3 separate regions of the Mus musculus genome follow, and all the other regions are linked to region 1. A link is a contact called in public promoter capture Hi-C data. All regions are on one chromosome and are shown on one strand. The core of a region is the stretch at or near the end of the contact, and the rest is flanking DNA. Distances in the headings are between cores, read along the strand shown.

Region 1 (3,330 bases), core at 561-3,060:
TCCAGGACAGCCAGGGCTACCACATGTGTGCATGCGCATGCGCGCTTGTACACACGTACACACGTACACGTACACACACACACACACACACACACACGCACACAAGCTCAGAGTCCTGGGACAGGAGAGATGGCTCAGTACTGAGCCTTCCCTGCTATCCCAGAGTTGCTGAATTCCATGCCTAGCACCACATCAGATGGCTCACAACTGCATGGCACTCTCTTCTGGCCGCAGAGAGCAGGTCCTGCAGGGTCTAAGCCCTCGCTTAACTTCCTTCATCACTCTATTCTTTCTTTTTAATGTTAAATAAGGAATTAGAAAAAAAAAATCAGATAGTGGAATCAACCAGACCCAAAGTCTACAAACGCAGCGAGCTTCTCCACAGCTCTAAGCCACTCTGAAGCTGGGGTGCTTCATGCTGGGTTTCACTCCTTCTCTACCAAGGATGTTCTTATGCACGTAACCACCACCCAAGCCGGAGGTCGTGAAAAGGTACACAGAGCTAATTCTGTTTCTGATTTTATCACTCTTCTAAGAACAATAAATTGTTTTCTGTCCTTCAAATCCCCAACACCCTTATAAACGATTTCTCATCTGAAACAAAGATACCCATCCTTGCTCTCAATTTCTACAAAGTCTTCAGACCTCGGCTCAACTCACTCTCTCTCAGATGCTCCGGTGTTACCTCCTCTACAAACACCAGTGAAATTCCTTCCACAATGTCACTAACTTTTTAAACAATTTTATTTGATGTATGAGTGCTCTGCTGCATATACATCCCCCTGCCTGAAGAGGGCATCAGATCCTCCTATAGATGGTTGTGAGCCACCAGGTGGTTGTCGGGAATTGAACTCAGGACCTCTGGAAGAACAGTCAATGCTCTTAACTGCTGGGACATCTCACCAGCCCCCCTCCCTCCCCCGGCAAGTTCTAATATTACATTTTAAATTAATGGCTAGGTCCCCCACTGGTCTACAGTTCCATGAGTATTTCCAGTTTGGTTTATCGTTATCTTGAGCACAGTAACAAGCTTATATTAAGGACATAAGAAATATCTGATGTGGGCCAGAGGGCGTAACTCTGCCGGTAGAACTGCCTAGCAGGCCTGCCGCCCTGGGCTGGATGACGTCATAACCCTAGACTTGTATACACCTAGCATGTTGATGCTCTCCTGTAATCCCAGCACTCAGGTGGAAACATGACCAGGCACACTCTGTAGCCAATATAAGACACTGACTCAAAAACAAAACTAAAAGGAAACAGAAACTATAAAATAAGGCAGCTAATGTAGATTTTACTACCTTAACTTCTATATACGGTGCCGAAAATATACTAAGTGCTTATAGTGGTGGCTGGGTGATTGCTTTGTATATTAAAATAAACGCTATGTAAATGGAGAAATTAAATAAAACATCTGGTGGGGTCGTTAGCTTTTGGAGCTCCGTTCTGCTCGACAGTGCACGTCTTGAGTATCCTGCCTATCCTATGCGAAGTCAATGGCCTCTCTTCCCACTGGCACTGGGCTCCACGCGCGAAACCCGGCTGCGGGACCCTCCAGAAGCAGGCGCTGACACTGCAGGGCAGGGCCAATAGGGAGGGCAGAACGGAGCGAGCCTCGCAAAAACCCGCCAAAGCTGATGTCCCCGACCCCTGCGCAGAAACCAGGCACGGCGGGACGCCACGTCGCAAGGGGACCCTGCCTGTCCTCACCGTCCCACTTCCTCCCTCCTTGTAAGCACAGACCCTGAACAGTCACCTCAACCTCAGCTCGGGATCCTTCCAAAATTCCCGCTCTACTCCACGCAGCCGCACTTCCGTTGCCCAGAGCAACAGGTCCCGCCCCCGAGGTGCACTTCCGACTTCCTAACTCTGTAGGGCGTACCATTTTAGATGACAAAGTGGGGGAATCTTTGCGGAGATGATGGCCCAAATTCGCGGGAGAGGGAGGTGCAACCGGCTCACACGCTTTGGGGGGAACCTCAGAGTAGCATGCGCGTTATGGTATGGCCGGGTTAAGCTTTCTTAGAGCTCTGTAGTTGAAGTCAGTGCAGAAGAGATTGAACCAATTGATGGAGGGTCAGGTCTTTTGCATCGGAAGCACCTCGCGCGCGCCCGCATGAGTGAGTGAGTGAGTGAGTGAGTGAGTGAGTGAGTGAGTGAGTGAGTGAGTGAGTGAGTGAGTGAGTGAGAGTGAGTGTGAGTGTGAGTGTGTGTGTCCGTCCGTCCCAGAAGCAGTGAATGTTCAATACATTCGTAAATAACCACCTGAGTGCACCGTCAAGATCAATGAAGCAGTGGACCGAAATTCTACTTTAGATTGAGGGTGCAGCTTGTGCACAGTGCCCAGAATCAACAAGCTCCTGGCTAGCTAAGCATGTGAAGGTGCTTAGGATGGTAGAGGAGAAGCAGAGGCATTACTATTTAGTGAAGCAAAGGATTCCTCTCGGGAATCACTCTTCTACATTTAGGTCTCCACACTGAAATATGAGAAGTTGTTAAAAACCAGCAGCTGAGGGTGAGGGCGATCCCTGAGGGGAATCCTTTACTTCACTAAAGAAACAGATGGCTTCATCCCATCTTCCCACAAAACCTTCCTTCCAAACTCCTTCTAGTTCCAAACTCCTTCTAGGACTGCACCATTCAGCTGTAAATCTGTTAACAATCTATACAGATTAAATAAGCATTCCATGTGTGCATCTAATAACACTTATTAAATTGTTTGTATGAATGTCTACCCCGATACATGAATAACATAGTACCTGTTTTTAATTTATTTTATTTATTAATTTTTGGTTTTTGTTTTGTTTTGAGACAGGGTTTCTCTGTATATCCCTAGCTGTCCTGGAATTCAATTTGTAGATCAGACTGGCCTCGAACTCAGAAATCCACCTGCCACTGCCTCCCAATGGTGGGTTTAAAGGCATGTGCCACCATTGCCTGGCTACCTGTTTTTTTATTAACATTAACTTTTTTTTGTTGTTGTTGTTTTTTTTTTTTTTTGGTTTTTTGAGACAGGGTTTCTCTGTATAGCTCTGGTTGTCCTGGAACTCACTTTGTAGACCAGGCTGGCCTCGAACTCAGAAATCCGCCTGCCTCTGCCTCCCGAGTGCTGGGATTAAAGGCGTGCGCCACCACGCCCGGCAACATTAACTTTTTGCTTATGTTTTCTTAGTCAGGATCCCACTTAGCCCAGGCTGGGTTTTAACTTGCGACATAACTGTGATTGGCCTTGATGTGTTTTGTAAAGTCAACAATATGTTTTAAAGAGCGAGGTACGGTGCAGTGGGTTAGGGTACCTCAGTGGGCCCACGCTAAGGCATCCTTCCCTGC
Region 2 (3,330 bases), core at 583-3,082, 610 kb after region 1:
TGAGTGAATGACATGGCATCAACTCGTCCCAGAACTGGACAGATACGGCTATGCCTGATTGCCTGCTTTACTGTTGGAGCAGGGACAGAACCCCAACAATCCTAGTAGTGTCTGGGATTGCCAAATGAACGGCTACAACGGTCCTGGATCAAATTCCATCAGTAGCTCCTCGTTGCCTGCAGGGGATAAAGTGTAAAAGCTCTAGGGAGACAGGGCTGTCCTCTGCCATTTGGATCCTTCTAGAGCAGTGGTCCTCAGTGTTCTTAATGCTGTGACCCTTTAATACAGTTCCTTATACTGTGGTGACCCCCAGCCATAAAATTATTTTCGTTGCTACTTCCTAACTGTGATTTTGCTACTGTTATGAATCGTAACGTATGTATGTGTGTTTTCTGATGGCCTTAGGAACCCCAAAGGGGTTGCAACCCACAGGTTCCGAAATGCCTTTCTAGAGGCATCACAAGCCAGTTCTGACAGCCTGCCTTTCCACAGACGTTACCCTTGCCTGCCACGATCACAATGATCTTGTCCAGCTGAGATCCTAGTCACTTCCACAGTCCACGGTACTTAGTCTTTCCTGAATTCCTCAAGTGTGCCTTACTCTCTTAAATGTCCAGCCAGTTCTTACCTCTATTATCCTTTTGATCAGATTATGGTTAATACATTTGCCTGTGTGTTGTTTTTGCAAGTTGTGTACTACTTCTGGGGAGACATAACCTATATTTCCTGTATTTATCCTGGTACTCAACAGGTAGTAGTAGCTTTTGTAACTGTTAAACAGATGTGAAGGTAAGTGAACATATATACCGCCTGCATATTAAGTATTTCTACTAGTGGGATGCTGCAGGATGCCAGGTCCCAGGGCTAGGCACGAAATTAAGAAAGGCACAATCTAGATGTGCAGTTAGTGTGGTTCTTCAAGACATTTTATGTTGGAGGCAGAGAAAGCTGCTAGTCGGATCTAAAGCTTATCTCACAAGGAAAAGAAAGCTGGTATTTATATACATTGGACACTTAGCTAACAGTTGCTAATTGAACAGCTACCTTATGCCCCTGCTCATCCCTCTATTTTCCCAACAACCCCTCTAAGCATTATCTCCACGTATAGTGTGCTGATTTGCACAAGCTCCCACAGATGGCAAATGACAGCCAGGAATTAACTTTTTCTATGATTTTGGACGGTGTCGGGCAGAAGTCACAGGATGCAACTTTCCAGAGCGCTGCATCCACTTACCCTCACCTGAAGCGACTTGGAGCCGCTTCCCTTTCAGTGTTCTGCCTGGCAGCTGAGTCTTCTAATCTCGGGGCTCCGGTGTGGATATTCTTAGCTGGGGCAATGCCCACAAACCTGGGGGGCAAAAAAAGAGAGAGAGAGAGAGAGTACGATGAGGGACTGGATTAACGGTATTTTGGGGGGTTCAAGTGGCACATAGGTCTGGAAGGAAGGTAGGCGGGCAGGCTCGAGAGTGACAGTGGGTTCGAAAGAGTAATCCTTACCTGGTCATTCCATGTCCAGCCCAGGACCGCAGGAGCCACGACCCGGAGTTTCTTAAAACCTGCATGACTGAAATTGACCCTCCGCGGCGCTTGGCTTAGCTCGAGCCAGCACCATGAGCCTCTGTGGGGGTGCTCACAGACAGGAAATCACCTGATTGCTCTTAAATAGTCCTGTAAGTATTTTTTCTTCAAATTTAAAGCTCTATAAAACCATTTATGTAGGAACTTTCCCCTTTCTAGTGGTCTAACACTAGAATTTCACCTACCTCCCCCAAAGGGAATGGTTCATTCCACTCGGTAAACCCGCCCCTCGCCGGCCCGCGTTGCCTCATGGGAACCTGGGGTTGGCTGAGGGCTCTGCCGGGCGCCGCGGTACCTTGTGGGAAGACAGAAAGATGGCGGCGCCCGTAGGGCGTACTCTTTTAGGGCTGGCTAGAGGCTGGCGGCAGCTTGACAGGTTCTGGGCAGGTAGTTCTCGTGGCTTGTCCCTTGAGGCTGCGTCCTCAAGCAGCCGGTCTCCATGGCGCTTGTCGGGCGCCTTGTGTCTGCAGCGGCCACCGCTGATCACCAAGGCGCTCACTCCATTGCAGGAAGAGATGGCGGGTCTATTACAGCAGGTAAGGCAGTCACGGGCTTCCTGGTGCGGCGGAGGGAAGCAACAGTATCAAGGAGGTCTTGATTTCCATGGAGACTCTGGTACTTCGTGTGACCTTGAGCAAACGTTTCATTTCTCGACCTTTAGTGACATCTGCAAGATGAAGTTACCGTACTGAGTTGGGTTAGGATATAGCAGGTGTTGAAAGAGTTTAGTTGGCTTGTTTTCTCTTGATCATTCGGTGTGGATAGCTTCCTTCTTGTTCATTCAATACTGTAGGGATCCGGGGGCAAACAGGAATCACTCCCTTTAACTTAGGAGCTCTCAGACTATAGAGAAGTGTTTGTGATGTTAGGACGAAAGTCGTGGTGACTGTGGGCACATCCTTAAGATAATGCGGTAAAGTTTGCTTTACCTCAGGGAGCAATTTCTGTGAAAGACAAAAAACCCAAGTGTTGTTGCTGTTGGGTCAGGAGATAGTGATGGAAGGTCTTCCGTATCCCTAGACTCCAAAAGGCTTTTGTCTGGAGAATACTAATGGAAACTCCCGTCAGTGCTTTTTGCTCAATGTATTCACTCACTTGACTTTTTTTTTTTTTTTTGGTAGTCCTTTTTCTTTCACCATAAAGGTATTCGTAGCCAATACTGTGCGTCTGTGTGCAAAGTGATAGGCAGTTGTGGATGTGACAGGCACATCGCTCTGCTTCGCAGAGAGTTTCCAGGTACTGGAATTAGGGATACAATCAGTAACCAGTCTTATGACTAATTATAGACTTTGGTAAGTGCTATTAAGGAAAACATAGAGTACTAGAAGAGTTTTACACAGGACCACATAGGTTTTATTTTCCTGAGAAGTATCCAGGAATATCTTTCTGAGAAAGAGGTATTTGAGTTGAAATAAGAAGGATGGATAGAAATCTGGAAGAAATGGCATGAGGAGAAAGAGAGACTAGGAAGAAGGATGTTGGAAAGTCTTCATGGCAGGAAAGTCCTTGAATAGATGCTGATCAGAGACGAGTAGACCTAGTGTGTGGGAAGTGGGTCTTCAGTGCCCTCTGTTCTCCTTGACAGTCTTAATGAAGTTCTCCTACTGCCTACTTACAATCCAGTGGGCTTTTTTTTTTTAAATCTGTATAGTGTTTCATTCTATTTCTGATTGTGTTAAGAGTTGTACGTCTGAGCCTGTCAAGGTCACAGAAGCTTTGTTTTTTTTCTTCTTCCTTTTCCTTTTCCCTTTC
Region 3 (3,330 bases), core at 542-3,041, 550 kb after region 1:
GAGTCCCTCTGAAGGTTGACCCTACCCTGCCCCTACCACAACCACACAGAAGGGAGAGTTTGCTTTCTAATCCTAAACAGCAGTTATTAAGGAACGCCTACCTTCAAACCCCAGGCCCAGAACTGAAGGAGCAGGCTTGAACTATTTCCAAGTTCAAAGCTTTTGCTAGTTTAAATTTATCCTTCTATCTGACCTCTCTACAACGAAGTCAGAACACTGTACACATTAGAGATGAAAAATACAAAAAGAAAAACCCAGACTCGGAGAAGCTGATGCGTGTCTTGAAGCCACATGGGGACCCACCTGTCCGAGTTGGGATCTGACCTGATGCCTTGAGTATTAGCACAGCCCTGTCCCATGTTTATTTTGCTTTGCTTTGGGGCAAGGTGTCATGTAGCCAAGGTCAACTTGCTGTGCAGCCAAGACAGGCCTTGAGCTACTGATTCCTCTGCCTCCCTTCCTAAATGCTGGGGTTATAATCTGTGGCCCCACCCCTACTGGCTCTTATTCTTGTATGAACTTGTGCAAGAGATGTATGTCCCCTTTGGGTCTCAGTTTCATCATGGGAAAGGAAGAGAGTTGTGGCTGGAAAGCTTTAGTAATATTTTATCAAGACTTCAAGTATTTAGGGCTAACAGGTTTAATACTTGGGATAACCTTAAGAGGCAGGTATAGTCATTTTCCAGAAAAAGGCATGAGGTTTCTAAAGCCAGCACCTAAGAATACTGAGCCTGGAAATGGTAGGACTGGGCCAGAAACCTATCATTCTCTTCATAGTCAGTCTATATCCCCAAGTCACCTTTCCCCTTTAGACCTTAATTTTCCTCTCTCCCTGGTCAAAGTCAACACATATCCCTTTCTCATGTGTTGGTCTGCAGAGATATTCATTCTCTGAGTCCTTTGGGTATGGAGAGGGTTGGGAGAGAGAGCAAGGCTCAACCTAGCCTCTAATTCTATATCCTATGTCTCAGAAGAGCTGGGGATATAGAATGGAGATGGCATGGGGGTCCAGAAGAGATAGACCACAATGGATTACTGATGGAATATTTACTGAGATTCTATAAGATGTCAAACCTTGTTATGGGGTGGGAGGTGGGGCTGGAACAGAAAATAAGACAAAAATCCCTGTTCTCAGTTTATAATCTACCAAAGGGAGGAGAGACACAACAAAGCAATACACATCAACAGAAACAGATATTTGACAGTGGTGGGTGAACAGTGGCGGTGGCTACCCAGAAGCCTTAAGAGAAGATATTTTGGGTTTGGTTTCCTGCCAAAGCATCAAAAATAAACCATACACCCAAATACAAACGCGCGCGCGCGCACACACACACACACACACACACACACACACACACACGCAAGCACAAAGGAGAGAAGCCACCGACTCACAGGGAAGAAATAGCTTGTAAGAAAAAAGAAAATTAAATGAAGTAACGTGTAGGTGAAAAGGCCAGTCAATGGTATTGGATTCATTTAGTACAGAAGCTTTTATTGTATCCCCACGTGCAACCACGAGCATGGAAAACGCAGTGACATGGTGCATGTATAATCCATCTTCCACCAGTATGCAAGAAGCAGGTGAAAACTTAACTCCTACTCATAGTAGTTATGAACGTGCCTTGGATCACTTGGTCCGGGGCTTATCCAGCCTCTATGGTCTCGATCTCTCCTCCGGACGCCAGGGTGCGCTGCGCCGCTCCTTAGCTGCATGGCGTCTCGATCTTCCGATCTTCCCTTCTCGCTGCGCAGCGCTTCCGGTAGCGGGCGGAAACCCGGGCTGGTGGCTGCCGACGCCGGGGTCCCGAGGCATGGTGGGGGCGGGGCCGGGGGAGGTGTGCGCGGAGCAGGCTAGGGCGACCCTTGCCCTGGCCCCATGAGCCAGGACTCGACAGGTGAGGACTTGCCCTTTGCGGCCCGCGAGAGCTCCGCGGCGGGCTCCTCCCCGCATGCTCGCCGGGTCTCAGGAGCTCCGGCCCCCGGCTTTGCCCGGGGAGGCCCCGCCCTGGGCTTTTCTTTCCGGGGGCGACCATGGGCATGTGTGTCTGCCTCTTGGCATCCTTTTCTTGTTTTGGAAGCAGTCGCCAAGAGTGTGGGGACATGTGCACTTGCTCCAACGAGGAATAAACCTTGCGTTCACACAATTAGTGACCCGCTTTAGCCAGGCTTTCGTTTCAGACCGCACCGCACCAAAGCGTCTACCATGTGCCAGCCCCAGGGCTGGAAGAGTATACCGCGGTGACCGAAGTAGACCTGGTTACTTCCATTAGAGAGGGTACAGTTCAACGAGGAGACTCAAACATTAAACACAACCATGCAAGCGACCGTGTAAATTAAAAAAAAAAAATGTGACAGATGACTAGAGAAAGAAACAAGAAAAAGATGAGTCCTTTAGGTGGGGTGGTCAGAAAGACTTCCCCAAAACTTGACACTACTAACGTTGCAACGAGAGAATTTATGGCGTGGACCGGAGAGAATGTCTTCCGGAAAATGAAAGTTCCCCTGTGGTTACCCACGTTAGCCAAGAAGATGGCTTGAGGTATGCCCACCGTTTAAGAAGGAAGCTTGCTACGTGTTAAGCACTGTGGTGGGCATACAACAGATAAGTGTATACTTGACCCAGAGAGATCACCATAAATATACACATTAGTAAAATACAGAGAGTTGCAATTGAGTGGCTAGTGTGTTGGAATCTATGTCTCACTAAGTGAAGGAAGGCCTTCAAAGACAGGATGATGAGGCTGATATTGGAGACAGTTCTCAAAGGTGAAGAATTTAGTGTCTACAAAAGACCAGATAGTAGAGTTCAGTGTGTGGTCTGTTGCAGTCACTCTGCTCTTTTCCTAGGGCTAAAGTGGCTCTAGGCAATATGCAAATGAGCGAGTGGCTTTCAGGGAAGGGTTCCTTCCAAAAAACAACCAGAGGTGGTAGTTTAGAGACCTGACTCCCTCTGGTCTGGCGGCTCTGCAAGCCTTTTAGATCTTTATCCAATGGATGTAGCTTGTATGAGGATAAGCTTGAAACAAAAGGATTGCAAAACAATACCCTGACTATGTGTTGTAAGGGTTTTGTTTGTTTTGTGGTCCTGGGGAATCTGTTATGCTGCTCTTTATGAAAGCCTTTGCCAGAACACTACTACCACCTCCAAGCTTTTGAGATAGATCTCTCTCTCTCTCTCTCTCTTTCTATTATTGATGTGCAAACCTTCTTTGTTGGCCATTTGTATTTGAATCTGGGTTTGTGGCTATTTGTCGAGTTCTAAGAGTTCATTAAATATGTTAAGTATTAACCCCTTACCAGATATTTGGACAGCAAATACTCTGTTCACCC

The links. Promoter capture Hi-C pulls out the DNA fragments that hold promoters and counts their contacts.
Region 2: a promoter capture Hi-C map of pre-B cells shows a contact between it and region 1. The contact joins the promoter of Mrpl46 here to the promoter of Fanci in region 1. A contact is called at or near these places in 13 of 39 promoter capture datasets (3T3-L1-derived adipocytes, the C10 cell line, cranial neural crest and 8 more), 9 of 484 Hi-C or Micro-C datasets (CD4 T cells, CD8 T cells, embryonic stem cells and 6 more), 2 of 115 datasets of contacts at active chromatin or transcription factors (large pre-B cells and pancreatic cancer cells) and 3 of 9 other capture datasets (adipose tissue, liver and pancreatic islet).
Region 3: a promoter capture Hi-C map of pre-B cells shows a contact between it and region 1, with 4 times the contacts expected there. The contact joins the promoter of Det1 here to the promoter of Fanci in region 1. A contact is called at or near these places in 11 of 39 promoter capture datasets (the 3T3-L1 cell line, the C10 cell line, the HPC-7 cell line and 5 more), 1 of 484 Hi-C or Micro-C datasets (liver) and 1 of 9 other capture datasets (adipose tissue).

What each region holds. Positions count from the first base shown.
Region 1 is chr7:79,390,818-79,394,147 of GRCm38.p6, reverse strand. It overlaps Fanci (Fanconi anemia, complementation group I), which reads right to left and starts at 1,810. Exons shown (of 38, transcript NM_145946.2): 1 at 1,757-1,810. It also overlaps a transcript of Rlbp1 not described here.
Region 2 is chr7:78,781,591-78,784,920 of GRCm38.p6, reverse strand. Mrpl46 (mitochondrial ribosomal protein L46) reads left to right here and starts at 1,832. Exons shown (of 4, transcript NM_023331.2): 1 at 1,832-2,114. The coding sequence starts at 1,893. Mrps11 (mitochondrial ribosomal protein S11) reads right to left here and starts at 1,790. Exons shown (of 6, transcript NM_026498.2): 1 at 1,498-1,790; 2 at 1,241-1,348. The coding sequence starts at 1,562.
Region 3 is chr7:78,845,672-78,849,001 of GRCm38.p6, reverse strand. It overlaps Det1 (de-etiolated homolog 1 (Arabidopsis)), which reads left to right and starts at 1,791. Exons shown (of 5, transcript NM_029585.3): 1 at 1,791-1,895.